Linked DNA regions of Mus musculus: region 2 is linked to region 1. Evidence: chromatin contacts called from public HiChIP or PLAC-seq data. All regions are on one chromosome and are shown on one strand. The core of a region is the stretch at or near the end of the contact, and the rest is flanking DNA. Distances in the headings are between cores, read along the strand shown. Region 1 holds the start of Plk3 (polo like kinase 3). Region 2 holds the start of 9530034E10Rik (RIKEN cDNA 9530034E10 gene).

Region 1 (7,110 bases), core at 1,189-3,688:
TGCACATGCCAGGTACCCAGCTGAGAAGGCTGGAGGTGTAGAGTTCCCCAGGAGCTCTGGTCACTCAGTGAATTCAGGTCCTCTGACAGAAAGAACACTGTGTTCTCCTAACCGCTGAGTCATCTCTCCAGATCACTCGGCTAGCTTCCGTCTATAGTTCAGCTCTACCTACCCAGGGGTGGTGCCACACGCGGTGGGCAGGGCCCTCCCATGCCAATCATCAATCAAGACAATTCCTCCCAGGCCAAAGGTCAACCTGAACTGTGTAGTTGCCCAGCGAGACTCTGTCAGATGACTCTTCATTACGTCAGGGTGACAGTTGACTTTAACTAGGACAACCTTGGACTCCTGAACCTCTTGCCTCAACTCCAGCTCAGATTTTTGACTCTGTCTTTTGAAGCTCTACCTGTGCTTCAGGCCATGTGACCTGAAGAGTTTGTCCTTTCTGGCCCTACCACTACCTTCTCCGCCAGGGAAATTGCTAAGCATAGCACCTAGGACTTTCCTGCCCACCCCTATCATTTAAACTACTAATATTTCTCCTGGTCTTAGGCTTTTTGGGACGTGTGTGTGTGTGTGTGTGTGTGTGTGTGTGTGTCCATGTCTTCACAGTATGTACATGCAAGATGAAATGCAGATGAGACCAAAGGCAGGGACGGCCGTATGCAATAATCCCAACAAGATAGGTTATGATCCAGACCAGACACTGGGGAAGGAGGGAGCTGATTCACAGCTGTATGTGTGTGTTTGTTGGTTTTTCTGGGTGCTCCTTGTTTACTTCCGTCTTAGCACTTTTCACAGCCTGTAATTACTTTATTTATGTACTTAAGTCTGTTTCCACAATAGAGAAACTGCAGAAACTAAGTAAGGGCTGCAGCCTTGGCCATTCTTATTGGTAGCAGCGCCTGCCACTTTGCAGATGTTTTCAGTAAATCTGAGGTCTGAATGTATGGCTCCAAGTGAAAACGAAGGCTACACAGCCAGCAGGAGATCTGTGACCCCTGGAGAAAGTTTAGGGATTAAGATTCCACTGGGGAAACTAGGCAGGTGGTGGCATACTCCTTTAATCCCAGCACTCTGGAGGCAGAGACAGGCAGCAGATCTCTGAGTTGGAGGCCAGCCTGGTTTACAGAATGATTCCAGGACAGCCAAGTCTACACAGAGAAACCTATTTCAAGGAAAAAAAAAAAAAAAAAAAAAGATTTCACATCGAAGCCGGGCAGTGGTGGAGGGGCAGAGACAGGTAGGAAGTCAAGGCCAGTCTGGTTTACAGGTCGAATTCCTGGCTTCCTGGAAACTCTGTCACAAAACAAAACAAAAACCAAAACAACCCTCCACAACACCCCCCCCCCAAAAAAAAAACCCACACAGAAAAAGATTCCACATAGATCATAGATTCCTGCCACCTACTTGAGTTTATCTGTAATGGACTTCAAAGCTAACTGCCCAGTTGCAGGTCTCTAGCACCTAAGAGTGTCCAGTTCTCATTCCTCACTGTCTGGCCTTTTGCCTGCTGACTCGGTGCAATAGGTATTTTTGAGAATATGATGGGGAACTCAGGGTCTGGGGCAGAGGTACAGGTCTGGAGTCCCATCATGTCAAAGGTGAAGACAGAAGGACCTCGAGTTCAAAGCCAGCCTGGATCACATGACAGCTACTCTGCCTCAGCTCTCCTTTCCCTCAGAAGAATAATAAGGTAGAATTGGGTAGCAGAAGATGTAGCCTGGAACATGGTGAAAAACAGTGAATACTGGGAGGCAGGGGCAGGTGGATCTTTGATTTCAAAGCCAGCCTGGTCTACATAGTGGGTTCTGGGACAGCCAGGGCCACACAGAGACACCCTGTCTTGGAAAAACAAAACGCAAACATAAAACCTTGAATACCAGGCTCTGTTCCACAAACCCATTGCACAGTCCCAGACCAGGTAAATCGGGCTCTGCAGCGTGCTATTCCACAGTCCCCGAAGAGGGCAGCATGCTCTGTACCAGAGCAAGAGATGCTTGCAGGAAACCACCTGTGTTGGTGATGTGCACTGAGCAGTTTGCAACACCCCTGTCTTTCCTCCCCAGTTTGAATGCTAACCCTTACTGTTGCTCGAAAGAGGCCTCCGGATAACTGGCCTCCACTCCGACTTCAGCACACATTCTAAGGATGAAGGGGAAAAAAAGAGTCACTTGCACTGGGTAGCCTAGAGAAACGGAGCAGGGTTACACCTGCCAGGCGACTAGCTCAACCGGGGCTCCTTTAAGGCCAGAGCAGGAGGAGTGGCCTTTAAGAACGCCCAGGCAAGGGAAGATCTTTCAGGTGACGTAAGGCGGAGCAATGGGCGTGGCCTCTCCAAGCCTGGCAGCCAGGAAAGGGGCGGAGCTCGAGATGACGAAACACCGGGGAGGGGGCAGGGGTTCATTGATAAAAACGTCGGACTCCCCCTTGCCCTGGCGCGATCGCAGCGTAGAGAAACCAGGCAGCGCCACGCGCGGCCGGGGCCGGGCGGAACCGAGAACCAGCTCGGCAGGCGCTGCGCCGCGCCGTCCGCATGGAGCCCGCCGCCGGCTTCTTGTCTCCGCGCCCCTTCCCGCGCGCGGCTGCCCCGTCCGCGCCCCCCGCCGGCCCGGGGCCGCCTGCCAATGCCTCCCCGCGATCGGAACCTGAGGTGCTGGCCGGGCCACGGGCGCCGGATCCTCCTGGTCGCCTCATCACCGACCCTCTCAGCGGCCGTACCTACACCAAGGGTCGCTTGTTGGGCAAGGTGGGTCGGGGCTCCGGGGTAGCGTTGACGGAGGTGGAGGGGAGCTCTGCGGACCCGACCGGGCCACTCCGGAGGTGGAGAGGAGCTCTACGGGCCGGATCCGGCCACTCCGGAGCGCCCAGATCGATGATGCAGCTTCTTCTTTCTAGGGGGGCTTCGCACGCTGCTATGAAGCCACTGACACCGAGTCTGGTATAGCCTACGCGGTCAAAGTCATCCCACAGAGTCGCGTCGCCAAGCCGCATCAGCGCGAGAAGGTGGGTCCAGGCCCTGCGGTCCAAGGGATGGGGAGGGGATGGTGGCGTGGGAACCCTGGAAAGATGAGGATTTCACTCCCCTGTCGCAGATCCTAAATGAGATAGAGTTGCACCGAGACCTACAGCACCGCCATATCGTTCGCTTTTCACATCATTTCGAGGATGCTGACAACATATACATTTTCCTGGAGCTCTGTAGCCGAAAGGTCCGGAATGGGGGCGGGGTGGGTTCATTGGGAACAGGGGTAGGGGAGGAAGCGGGTTCTTAAGATCCAAAGCTGTTCTTGTCATCTTTAGCAAACACAGATGGAGGGAGGGTCTGGGAAGGCAAGCGGGGTCTGAAACAGTGACTTTCTGCAGTCCCTGGCCCACATCTGGAAGGCCCGACACACCCTGTTGGAACCAGAGGTTCGCTACTACCTGCGCCAGATCCTTTCTGGCCTCAAGTACTTGCACCAGAGGGGTATCTTACACAGAGATCTCAAGCTGGGTGAGATTCCTGCGTCTGGTCTGAAGGGTGGAGACCTGCGGAGGGATGAAAGGCGTTAAGAATCTGACGCGTCTCTCTGCTACTGTCTAGGAAATTTTTTCATCACGGATAACATGGAACTGAAGGTGGGGGATTTTGGGCTGGCAGCTCGATTAGAGCCCCCAGAGCAGAGGAAAAAGTGAGTGAGGGGATGGTGGCCACAGCCTGTTTGTGACACAGATGATGTACAAGGTGACCAGATATGTACTTGGGATAACCAGGGAAGGGGTAATGATGGGTTTTCTGTATGTGTGACAGTAGAGGTGGCAACCTAGGTCACTGGGTTAGGTGAAGAAGGACAGCAATCTTATGAGTGTATGGCACAGATGGGTGTCTAGGATTTTTGGAAATGTATGGGGAAAACATAGGCTAGGCAGTCAGCATGTGTAAGACACTGAATGGGAATGACAGATCATGATGGTACCGTGATACCTTGTGTGTGTATGTGACCCTGCTGTGGTCACTGGGACAGGGTGTGTGTAACTAGCATGTGAGGCAGGTGAGTCTTTATGAAGGTTATGACAGCTGGTGTTGGCACAGACAGTGGGAGGTGACAGCCTAGTGAGTATTTGCAGATGGGAGTGGGGGGAGGGCTCAGTCATGGACCCTCTGTATTGACCTTGGGAGAGGGGTCTTTGATGGGTCAGGGCCTCCTGTCCTGCAGAGCAGCTGAGCAGCTGGGCTAGAGGGGTGGGTGAGGGTTCAGCTGCCGTGTTCTCAGCATCCATTGTCCCAAGACAAGCAGGAGCTCTCTGGCCTTTGGTGACAGGCAGCTGCTTTGTCTGAACTCACAGCAGGGGCAGGAATGGGGGCGGGTACCAGCACTGGGCTGGGTCTGAGCCTTGCTCTCTCTGCTCTGCCTTTTTCAGGACCATCTGTGGCACTCCCAACTACGTGGCTCCAGAAGTGCTGCTGAGACAGGGCCATGGCCCCGAGGCAGATGTGTGGTCGCTTGGTTGTGTCATGTGAGTGTCAGTCATTGGTGGACAGGTGGTAAGTGCATGGATGGGGGGGGGTCCCCACTACTTTATTCCTGATCTCCCATTCCTGGGCATAGGTACACGCTCCTGTGTGGGAGCCCCCCATTTGAGACTGCTGACCTGAAGGAGACATACCGCTGCATCAAGCAGGTTCATTACACGCTACCTGCCAGCCTCTCCCTGCCTGCCCGGCAGCTCCTGGCTGCCATCCTCCGAGCTTCACCCAGAGACCGCCCTTCCATTGAACAGATTTTACGCCATGACTTCTTTACGAAGGTCTGTGGTTCTCCAGACACTGGAGTTCAGTGTTCATGTTCCTAGAGGACACACAGGAACAGGGCCCTTGGGGGTCTCACTGACACTGTTTTCCTGACTCTCTTCCTCAGGGCTACACCCCTGATCGGCTCCCGGTCAGCAGCTGTGTGACAGTCCCAGATCTGACACCCCCCAACCCTGCGAGGAGTCTGTTTGCCAAAGTTACCAAGAGCCTGTTTGGCAGGAAAAAGAACAAGAGTGAGTCAGGTGCCAGTGGGCTGAGGGTATAGAGCAATAGAGTGGCTTAGTGGCTTGTTACATTCAGGGGGAGGCGGGGTGGGGGGGGTGTGCTTCCAGGGTGTCGGTGTCTTCAGACTCCAGGGAGAGCATGTGCTGTCTAGACACTTGGGAAGATCTGCCCGTGTGTGAACACTTTCAGGCAGGACCCAGAGGGCTATTTTCTCCTTCACCCTCCAGATAAGAACCATTCTGAGGACCAGGATAATGTCTCCTGCTTGGTGAGTGGCCTCATGCGCACATCCATCGGTCATCCAGATGTCAGGCCGGAGGTAAGATGCTCACGTGAGCCATTATTCCCCTGACTCACCCTGACCCTAGCAGCTGAGGGAAGCCCAGCATAAAAGGCTGATGAAGCATCTAACCTCGTGGTGGCCTAATTGGCTGTGTCTCATTAGCCAGCTGAGGCTGACCTGGGGTGCCCTGAGAGCCGCCAGGGACAGGGCTGGGCCATTGGACTTTCAAGGATTTGGATTTTGGGGCCTAATTTTATTCCCTCTCTCCCCAACTGTCCAGGCTCCTGTAGTTTCAGGCCAGGCCCCTGCCAGCTTGGTAGAGACAGCTGCCGAGGACAGCTCGCCCCGTGGGACACTGGCCAGCAGTGGAGATGGTGAGGAGCCACAAGATGAGAGGTGCTAGGGGCTGCTGAGGTAGAGACCAGGGGCTGAAGGAAGTAGTTGGCTGAGGGTGAACTGGGCCCAGGGTGGCTCTTGCCTAAATGTCAGTGCCCTATTCCCTTCAGGGTTTGAAGAAGGTTTGACTGTGGCCACAGTGGTAGAGTCTGCCCTCTGTGCACTGAGAAACTGTGTGGCCTTCATGCCCCCAGGTAAGGCTGGACTCTGGTGCATATGAATAGTTTGCAAGTCCAGAGGCGGTGGGGGGGAGGGGGGTTGGGGGAGTCTTCATTTCCCTCCTCTCCTCTTAACAGCCGAACAGAACCCAGCCCCGCTGGCACAGCCAGAGCCTCTGGTGTGGGTCAGCAAGTGGGTTGACTACTCCAACAAGTTTGGCTTTGGCTATCAGCTGTCCAGCCGCCGTGTAGCCGTGCTCTTCAATGATGGCACACACATGGCCCTGTCAGCCAATAGGAAGTAAGTGCTGTTTTGGCGTGCTTTGTAATTAGGCTTGCTGGGTACCACAATACCAGCAGGGTTGCACCGTGGTGTGTGTTTCTGTGCTTAGGGGTCTGGGGAAGAATGGTGGTGCCGGGTTCCTCCTCCTCCTCTCTACGTTCCCACTTTCAGGACGGTGCACTACAACCCCACCAGCACGAAGCACTTCTCCTTCTCCATGGGTTCTGTGCCCCGAGCTCTGCAGCCTCAGCTGGGCATCCTGCGGTATTTTGCGTCCTACATGGAACAGCACCTCATGAAGGTGTGTAGGCTGCGGTGGGGGCACTTTAGGGGGCAGGGGTGGCTCAAAGGTAGTGGCTGAGGGCTGGGGAGATGGCCCAGCGGCTAAGAGCATGGACTTCACTTCCGGAAGTCCTGAGTTCAAATCCCAGCAACCACATGGTGCACAACCATCTGTAATGGGATCCAATGCTTTCTTTTTGATGTGTCTGAAGACAGCTACAGTGCACTCACATACATAAAATAAATAAATTGTGTAAAAAAAAAAAAGTGGGGCTGGAGAGATGGCTCAGCAGTTAAGAGCACTGGCTGCCCCTCAGATCCTGAGTTCAATTCCCAGCAACCACATGGTAGCTCACAACCATCTGTAATTCTGTAATGGGATCTGATGTCCTTTTCTGGTGTGTCTAAAGACAGTGACAGTGCACTCATATATACATAAAATAAATAAATTAATTTAAAAAGCTAGTGGCTTTTAGGGAAAAAAAAAAGCTAGTGGCTGAACCTGTAAGGGAAGGGGGCATCCATAGGGAGAGACCCAGCTCATGCCAGTCCAGGGGCCTGACTTGCCTCTTCTCCCAGGGTGGAGATCTGCCCAGTGTGGAAGAGGCGGAGGTGCCTGCCCCACCCTTGCTGCTGCAGTGGGTCAAGACTGACCAGGCCCTCCTCATGCTGTTCAGTGATGGCACTG
Region 2 (6,440 bases), core at 1,364-3,863, 840 kb before region 1:
GCATGTTCCCCGAAGGGGCCAGCAACTCTCCCGTATTCCCACAAGCAGCACAGTGAGTAAGAACATGGCTATAAATAGTGCTGACCCATGAGGTCACCTTGTTGATTAAATAAGATAATACATGCAGAGCCCTCAGCATAGGACCAGGGACACAGGGAGAGCTCGGGAGCTGTTTCCTATTAGCTGTGTGTTTATTGAGTTTTGCCGCTCCCTCTCTACCTGGCCATGTCACCCACCATCCACAAAGGCAGGGACTGGGTTCTTTGCTGTCATATCCCCAGTGACTAGCACAATGCCTGGGACAATAGCTGAAGTATATTGGGGAGACAGGTGGTGGATTCTGGGGACCAGCCTCTAGGTTCTGTGACTTGTGTAGACAGTCTGGCCATCTTTTGGTTTCTCCCCGAGTAGGAGCAACTCCCCAGAACTCCCTCCTCACCTCCCTCCTCTACAGTAGGTAGAGGCTTGTCGACAGAGTCACTGGGAGCCTGTCAACGGGAGCTCAGACGCTGCCCCTCCAGGGCCTCTGTCACAGCCTCTCCTCTCCTCCTTCAGCACAAGCCTCCTTGCCTGTCATACATGTCAGGCTGTGGCTCCAGCCTGTCTGGACACACATGTGGCACAGTCCCTTTGCAAGCAAAGGGCAGTGACTGGTAGCATTTCAGGCCTGGGGAGGGGATGGTATTTCTGAACAGTGGAGGCATCACTGAAACCCAGTCCTTTCAAACGAGGGGACCAAAAGGTTCATGAGGGGTTAGAACTCAGTCTGCAAAGGGCTTGCCTCGTGAGTTAATCGCCAGAATATACATCAAAAAGCCAAGTGTGAGCCAGGTATGGTGGTGGCACACACCTTTAGTCCCAGCACTCCCGAGGCATGGGCAGGCAGGTCTCTGAGTTCAAGGCCAACCTGGTCTACATAATGGACCAGGACAGCCAGGGCTACACAGAGAAACCCTGTCTCAAAAACAAACAAACAAACAAAGCCAAGTATGGTGGTACATATTTGTGATTCCAGTGTGGGGGAGCCAGAGGTAGGCAGATCCCTGGAGTTCACTGGCCGGGCAGTCTAGCCTACTTGGCAAGTTTCTGGCCAATAAGACAGCCTCTCTCAAAAGACAAAGTGGACCATATAAGACCATAGTGTGCACAGAAAATAGTGGTGGACCAGAGGGGTCAGCCCTAAGGAAGCTGTCAGGGAGGTAGACATGCTGTAGGCAGGCCTTAGAGAATGAGCAGAAGCTCATGGCAGTGAGGCAGGAAGAGACTTCTGGGTGAAAAGAACAGACACGAGCAGGCATGAGGTGTTTAGAGTGCAGTGAGTGGATCCTAGAAAGTATAATTGCATAGTTATAGAATAGGTCAGAGCCAGGGAGAAGGAAGGGAAGGAAGACAGGGTTTGTGGGGACTAGAGAGGTCAAAAGGAGATAGATTGTGAACATGCATACCAGACTCATCCAAGCAAAAAGGAAATGTGACTGAGCCCAGTTCTGGACCCACCCAAACCTGCAGCTTGTTTCTGCTTTCTTCTGAGCATCCTCAGATGCCAGTTTTGTCCATGTAGCTGCAAGATGGCTGTAGCCCTTCTAAGCCTGGATTGGCCAGCTTTATTTCCAAAAGGGTCACATGGCAGCTCTGTTTGGCTGTGGCCCAGGCTGTACTGGGGTTAGATAGTCTCTGCCACAACTGTTTAGCTCCACTGTTGAAGCATGAAAGTAGCCACAGCATATTATAGAAACAAATGGGTGTGTCCGTGTTCCAGTAAAACTTTATTTATGGGAAGAGACAGCTAGCTTAGAGGCTGCAGTTTGTCTAACCCCTCTTCTAGGCTTGGTGATCTTCATAGTGTAAAAGAAACCCCCTGCCTACCCCAGTGTCCAAATGCCTATAATCTTTTTTATAATTTCTTAGCTAATTTTATCTTATGTGGATGAGTGCTTTGACTTCATGTGCATTATGTGCCTAGTGTGTGTGCCTGTGCTTAGTGCCCTGAGAGCTCCAAAGAGGCATCCGATCCCTTGGAACTGGAGCTGTAGGTGTTTGTAAGTTGTTGTGTGGGTACTGAGAACCAAACCAAAGTCCTCTGCAAGGACAACAAGAGCTCCTAACTGCTGAGCCAGCTCCAGTCTTCCATTCTTTTAGTGTGTGTGTGTGTGTGTGTGTGGTGTGTGTGTGTGTGTGTGTGTGTGTGTGTGTGTGTGTGTTTTGTGTGTGTAGACGCACTCACGTGCATGTGTGCATATGTGCATGCATGTGTGTGTCCTCATCTAGGGCCCTCTGGAATGAAAAGCAGAATGTCATTACAACAAAGGGGGCTGAAGTGCAAGCACCCCCTGCAGAGCATGAGTAAGAGAGAACTTGAACTGGGCACCTGGAGTTTCCAGTCACTATGCAGCTTGAAACATACTGACATAGGCTCGGGGATCAGGCCAGCCCTGCAGTGCTGACCAGCGCCCTGCCTGGCCTTTCCCTGTGTGCAGTTTTTGCCCTTCCACAGCTTCACTATGCCCAGTCAGAAAACACTTTCTCCTCCCTCCTTCCCTCCCTTCCTTCCTTCTTTCCTTTTGCACGACTTTACTTACCTGGGTAGGACCAAAGGGCAGAGTCCCTGAGAACAGGGCTCAGGCTAAACCTTCTCCTTATGTAGACACTGCCTCATTCTGTCCAGCCTCACCTTGAAGGAAGGAATGCTTGCTATGGTTTCCATCCCCCGCCCCCAGGGAGTTTTCTATAGTACCCTGCTGTTCAGATGCCCTCCCCCAGCAGTTCTCTGCCAGGTCCATGAGTGCTTGTTACTCAGAGCCCAGCCCGGTTTAGTCATCATCTCCTTTCAAGAATCTTTCCTCTGTGCCCGATTCCATCTATCACCTTTGTGTCCAAAATACGGGCTCTGGAGATTTCTTCCCCATGATTGGTTCCTTGTCTCTACCATTAGCTTCTGAAAGAAAGACCAGGACTAGTTTACTTTATACTCTCAGCTAGGTCTAGGTCCACAACCTAGGATCAGGGGGCAGAGATGCATTCTGCCGTTTCAGCTAGTCCTGAGTAAGCTGGGAGAAAGGAGCTCGGTGTGGAACCACACTTGGGGGTCCGTCTGTCCATCCATCAGTCCGTCTGTCCATCCATCTCTTTACCTCTGAGCTTTCTCAGGGTACATGCCCACCTAGCCAGAAGATTTGGCATCCGTTTTCCTTAGACTCTTGCTTTCCCATGGGGGAGGGCAGTGAGGCGGAAGGCCAACCAGGCATCTAGGAAGCATTTATCATCCTTGCTTAGACATATCCCAGGATCTTACTGTGCAGGGTCCTTTATGGTGAGGTTACAGCAATTCTGTACTAAGCAAGACCAGGTAAGTCTTAGAAAACGTGTGTCCCTCTGTTTTGTGTGCCCATTCTTCTCCCTGTAGGTTCTGGAAAGGTGGTTCCGTGAGTCTGGCTTTCCCCCTCCGAGATGAGTCTCATTATCAGGCTAGGGTTGGGGCGAAGCCTACAGCTGAGTCTAATAGACAAATGTGCTATGATCTGCCGTCTGAGCCCTCACTGCAAGGCTCTGCCTTCTTGTGCTTTCTATGCTTTACAGCATGGTTATAGAAGTGGCTAAGAGGCGGGGCATCCAACGGGCACACTCACAGAGCTGAAGTTGATCCGTGTTCTAATCTAACTAACAAGCTCATATTACAAAGGTGCTTCTCTGTGCAGATAGAAGGGGCTGGGAGTGGCAGGAAGACCGACAGTGCCCACACATAACCCATCACTCATGATAATATGGCTCAGTCGACTCTCCTGTTGGCCTCTAAGCATGGGCTTGATGTTCTGAGCCTTAGATAGTATTTCAGATTGGGCTGGTGAGATGGCTCAGCAGGTAAAGGTGCTTGCCACCAATCCAGACTCCCTGGGTTCTAACCCGAGAAAGTATTATAGTGGAAGGAAGTTATCTGACTCTTCTAAGTTGTTCTCTGCTCTCCAGGAATGGGCTGTGATATAGTTATGTGTATACACACACACACACACACACACACACACACACACACACACATACACACACGCACGTGCACACGCACACACACACACATAATAAACATATCTTTATTGAGGTGGTTTAGGCAGATGCCAGGTCTGGGATGTTTACTCTCCTCACTGTACCACACACACTCTGCTGACCTGGAGGATCCCTTAAGAAGATCCCGTGATATCATTCCTGACTGTCAGGCTGACTTTTATAACTCACCGTGGTCCTAGCCCAGTGTGTAAGCCTGACAGCAGGGCATCCTCCTGGCTCCCGCCTTGCTATCAGAGGCATTCAGATCAGGTTTACCTTCCCTTAGTGCCCTTCTAGACTCTTGGATCTAAGGGAAATGAACAGGCAGGTCACTGCACAACTTCCGCCTCCTCCTTCTCTTGATCCTTCTCACGCACTCACACGCCCTGCTGGAACCCGATCCGATCCGAGGCAGCCCCAAGTGCTGGGGCTCTGGAAGGGCTGGCAGGCTGGGGCCTGTCGATTGGAGCTTGCCCCACTCTGCCCTGCCCCCCAACTAGGCCCGGGGCAAACAGGTCAGGCACCCTACTGTCCTGATACTCTGACCAGCTACACCTCAGTCATCCCTCACCCGAAAGGCTCCCTACTGGCTCCCTCCTGGCACAGGGAGAAGCTCCCAGGTGCGGTTCTGGATGTTGTATGAGAGTCTACCACAGCCCACCTCCAGAGTTGACAGCACACATACACACCACCATCATCATCACCCGCCCCCACACTTCCTGTTGTTTATGTCCCCTGGCTCGGTTTCCAAGGCCTCTTGGGCTCTGAGCCATCTCACAGGTACCCAGTAAGGTACCAGGGAGAAGGGGACAAGTCTACCCAGGGGAGCCCAGGGAAGGTTTTCTATAGAAAATGCTGTTTAAGTTTAAAAAGAACAGAAACATATTTTCCAAATAGATAGAGAGAGGCAAGGTTTGGGGACTCGAGGAGGGCCATGTGTTGAAAGCAGAGAAATGGCACAGGCAAACTTTACACATGAGGAGCAGTGTGTTCAGGAAGCCTCGGATGGAGGGTGACCAGGAGAGCAGCAGTCTAAGAGGGCTCAAGGACAGACGGCTAAGGTTGAGAAATGAATGGGGGCAGAGTTTTCTCTGCTCTTTCTAAAAGTTCTAGGGGTAAGATATCTGTAGCTAAGGAAGTAACATGGTCAGAAAAGTCTGCTAAGGGGCCTTGGAGACGGCACAATGGGTGACAGTGGTTGCCATCAAGCCCAGTGACCTGAGTTCAACCTCCAGAACCCACGTGGTAGGAGAAAACTGACTCCCACAAGTTGTTCCCTGATGGACATACATGCACCTGTGTGCACACAATATATATATATATGTATGTATATATATATATATATATATATATATATATATAGAGAGAGAGAGAGAGAGAGAGAGAAAGTATAGTTTAAAAATAGTTTTAAGTGTATGGATTTTGTTGGCATGTGTATCTGTGCACCCCTTGCCTGTCTGGTGTCCACTGAGGCCGGAGGAGGGTGCGGGATCCCCTTCGACTGCAGTTGCAGATGGTTGTGAGCTGCCATGTGGGTACTGGGAACCAAACCTAGGTCCTCTGCGGGAGCAGCCAGTGCTCTTAACCACTGGGCCATCTGTCCAGCCCACAAACACAATTTTTAAACATATTTTTTTAGAAATAATTTTAAAAAGAAAGTAAAGTTGATTGGTTTTGCCGTCATGGGAAGGACCTGTGGACTGGGAACAGGATCTACACAGTGATGGCAGTTCCAGCTTTGGTGGCAGAAGGGTCAGATAAGAAACCAGATGTACAGATAAGCTGAAGGGACTGACAGAGGTGGGAAAACCAGAAGCTGATGGACTTTGATTTGATGGTCCTGGTTTTCTGTCTGAAGTAAGACAGATTCTGCCCAAGAAGCTGGGAAGGCCAGAGAGTTTGTGGAGCACGTTCGGAAAAGCTGCTGAGCAGGGCTGAGGATCAAGTCCATGAATTCACAGAGACATCTGCCCAGTGTATATATGTGTATGTGTGCTCATCTGTGTGTGTGTCTGGGTGTGTGCTTATATGTGTGTGTGCATGTTCATCTGTGTGTGGATGTGTTGGTGTATATGTACTCACCTGGGTGCATATGTGTGTGTTCATGTGTATGTGTTTATATGTATGTGTCAATGTGCATGTGAGTTCATTTGGATTTAGATGTGTGTGTCTGTGTGTTCATGTGTGTGTTTGCCCATGTCCATATATATGTGTGTGTTCATCTGGGTGCAGATGTGTGTGTTCATGTGTGTGTGTGTGTGTGTGTGTGTGTGTGTGTGTGTGTGTTCATTTGGGTGTTTTGGACAAAGGGGGAAGATTATGACTAAAATTCCTTGCTGGTCTCATGACATGATAAAAGGCACAAAGGTATGAGATTAGATTAATCTCCCATTAGGTTTTATCCC

Evidence for each region. HiChIP or PLAC-seq counts read pairs in DNA pulled down with a chosen protein or histone mark.
Region 2: a FOXA1 HiChIP or PLAC-seq map of pancreatic cancer cells shows a contact between it and region 1. The contact joins the promoter of 9530034E10Rik here to the promoter of Plk3 in region 1. A contact is called at or near these places in 2 of 115 datasets of contacts at active chromatin or transcription factors (bone marrow-derived macrophages and pancreatic cancer cells).

The regions. Positions count from the first base shown.
Region 1 is chr4:117,129,291-117,136,400 of GRCm38.p6, reverse strand. It overlaps Plk3 (polo like kinase 3), which reads left to right and starts at 2,438. Exons shown (of 15, transcript NM_013807.3): 1 at 2,438-2,749; 2 at 2,899-3,006; 3 at 3,096-3,212; 4 at 3,367-3,496; 5 at 3,587-3,674; 6 at 4,405-4,500; 7 at 4,593-4,791; 8 at 4,902-5,028; 9 at 5,248-5,339; 10 at 5,584-5,677; 11 at 5,810-5,893; 12 at 5,996-6,158; 13 at 6,312-6,441; 14 at 7,002-7,110. The coding sequence starts at 2,537.
Region 2 is chr4:117,971,207-117,977,646 of GRCm38.p6, reverse strand. It overlaps 9530034E10Rik (RIKEN cDNA 9530034E10 gene), which reads right to left and starts at 2,613. Exons shown (of 3, transcript NR_166452.1): 1 at 2,580-2,613. The region is part of intron 5 of St3gal3 (ST3 beta-galactoside alpha-2,3-sialyltransferase 3); the gene reads left to right.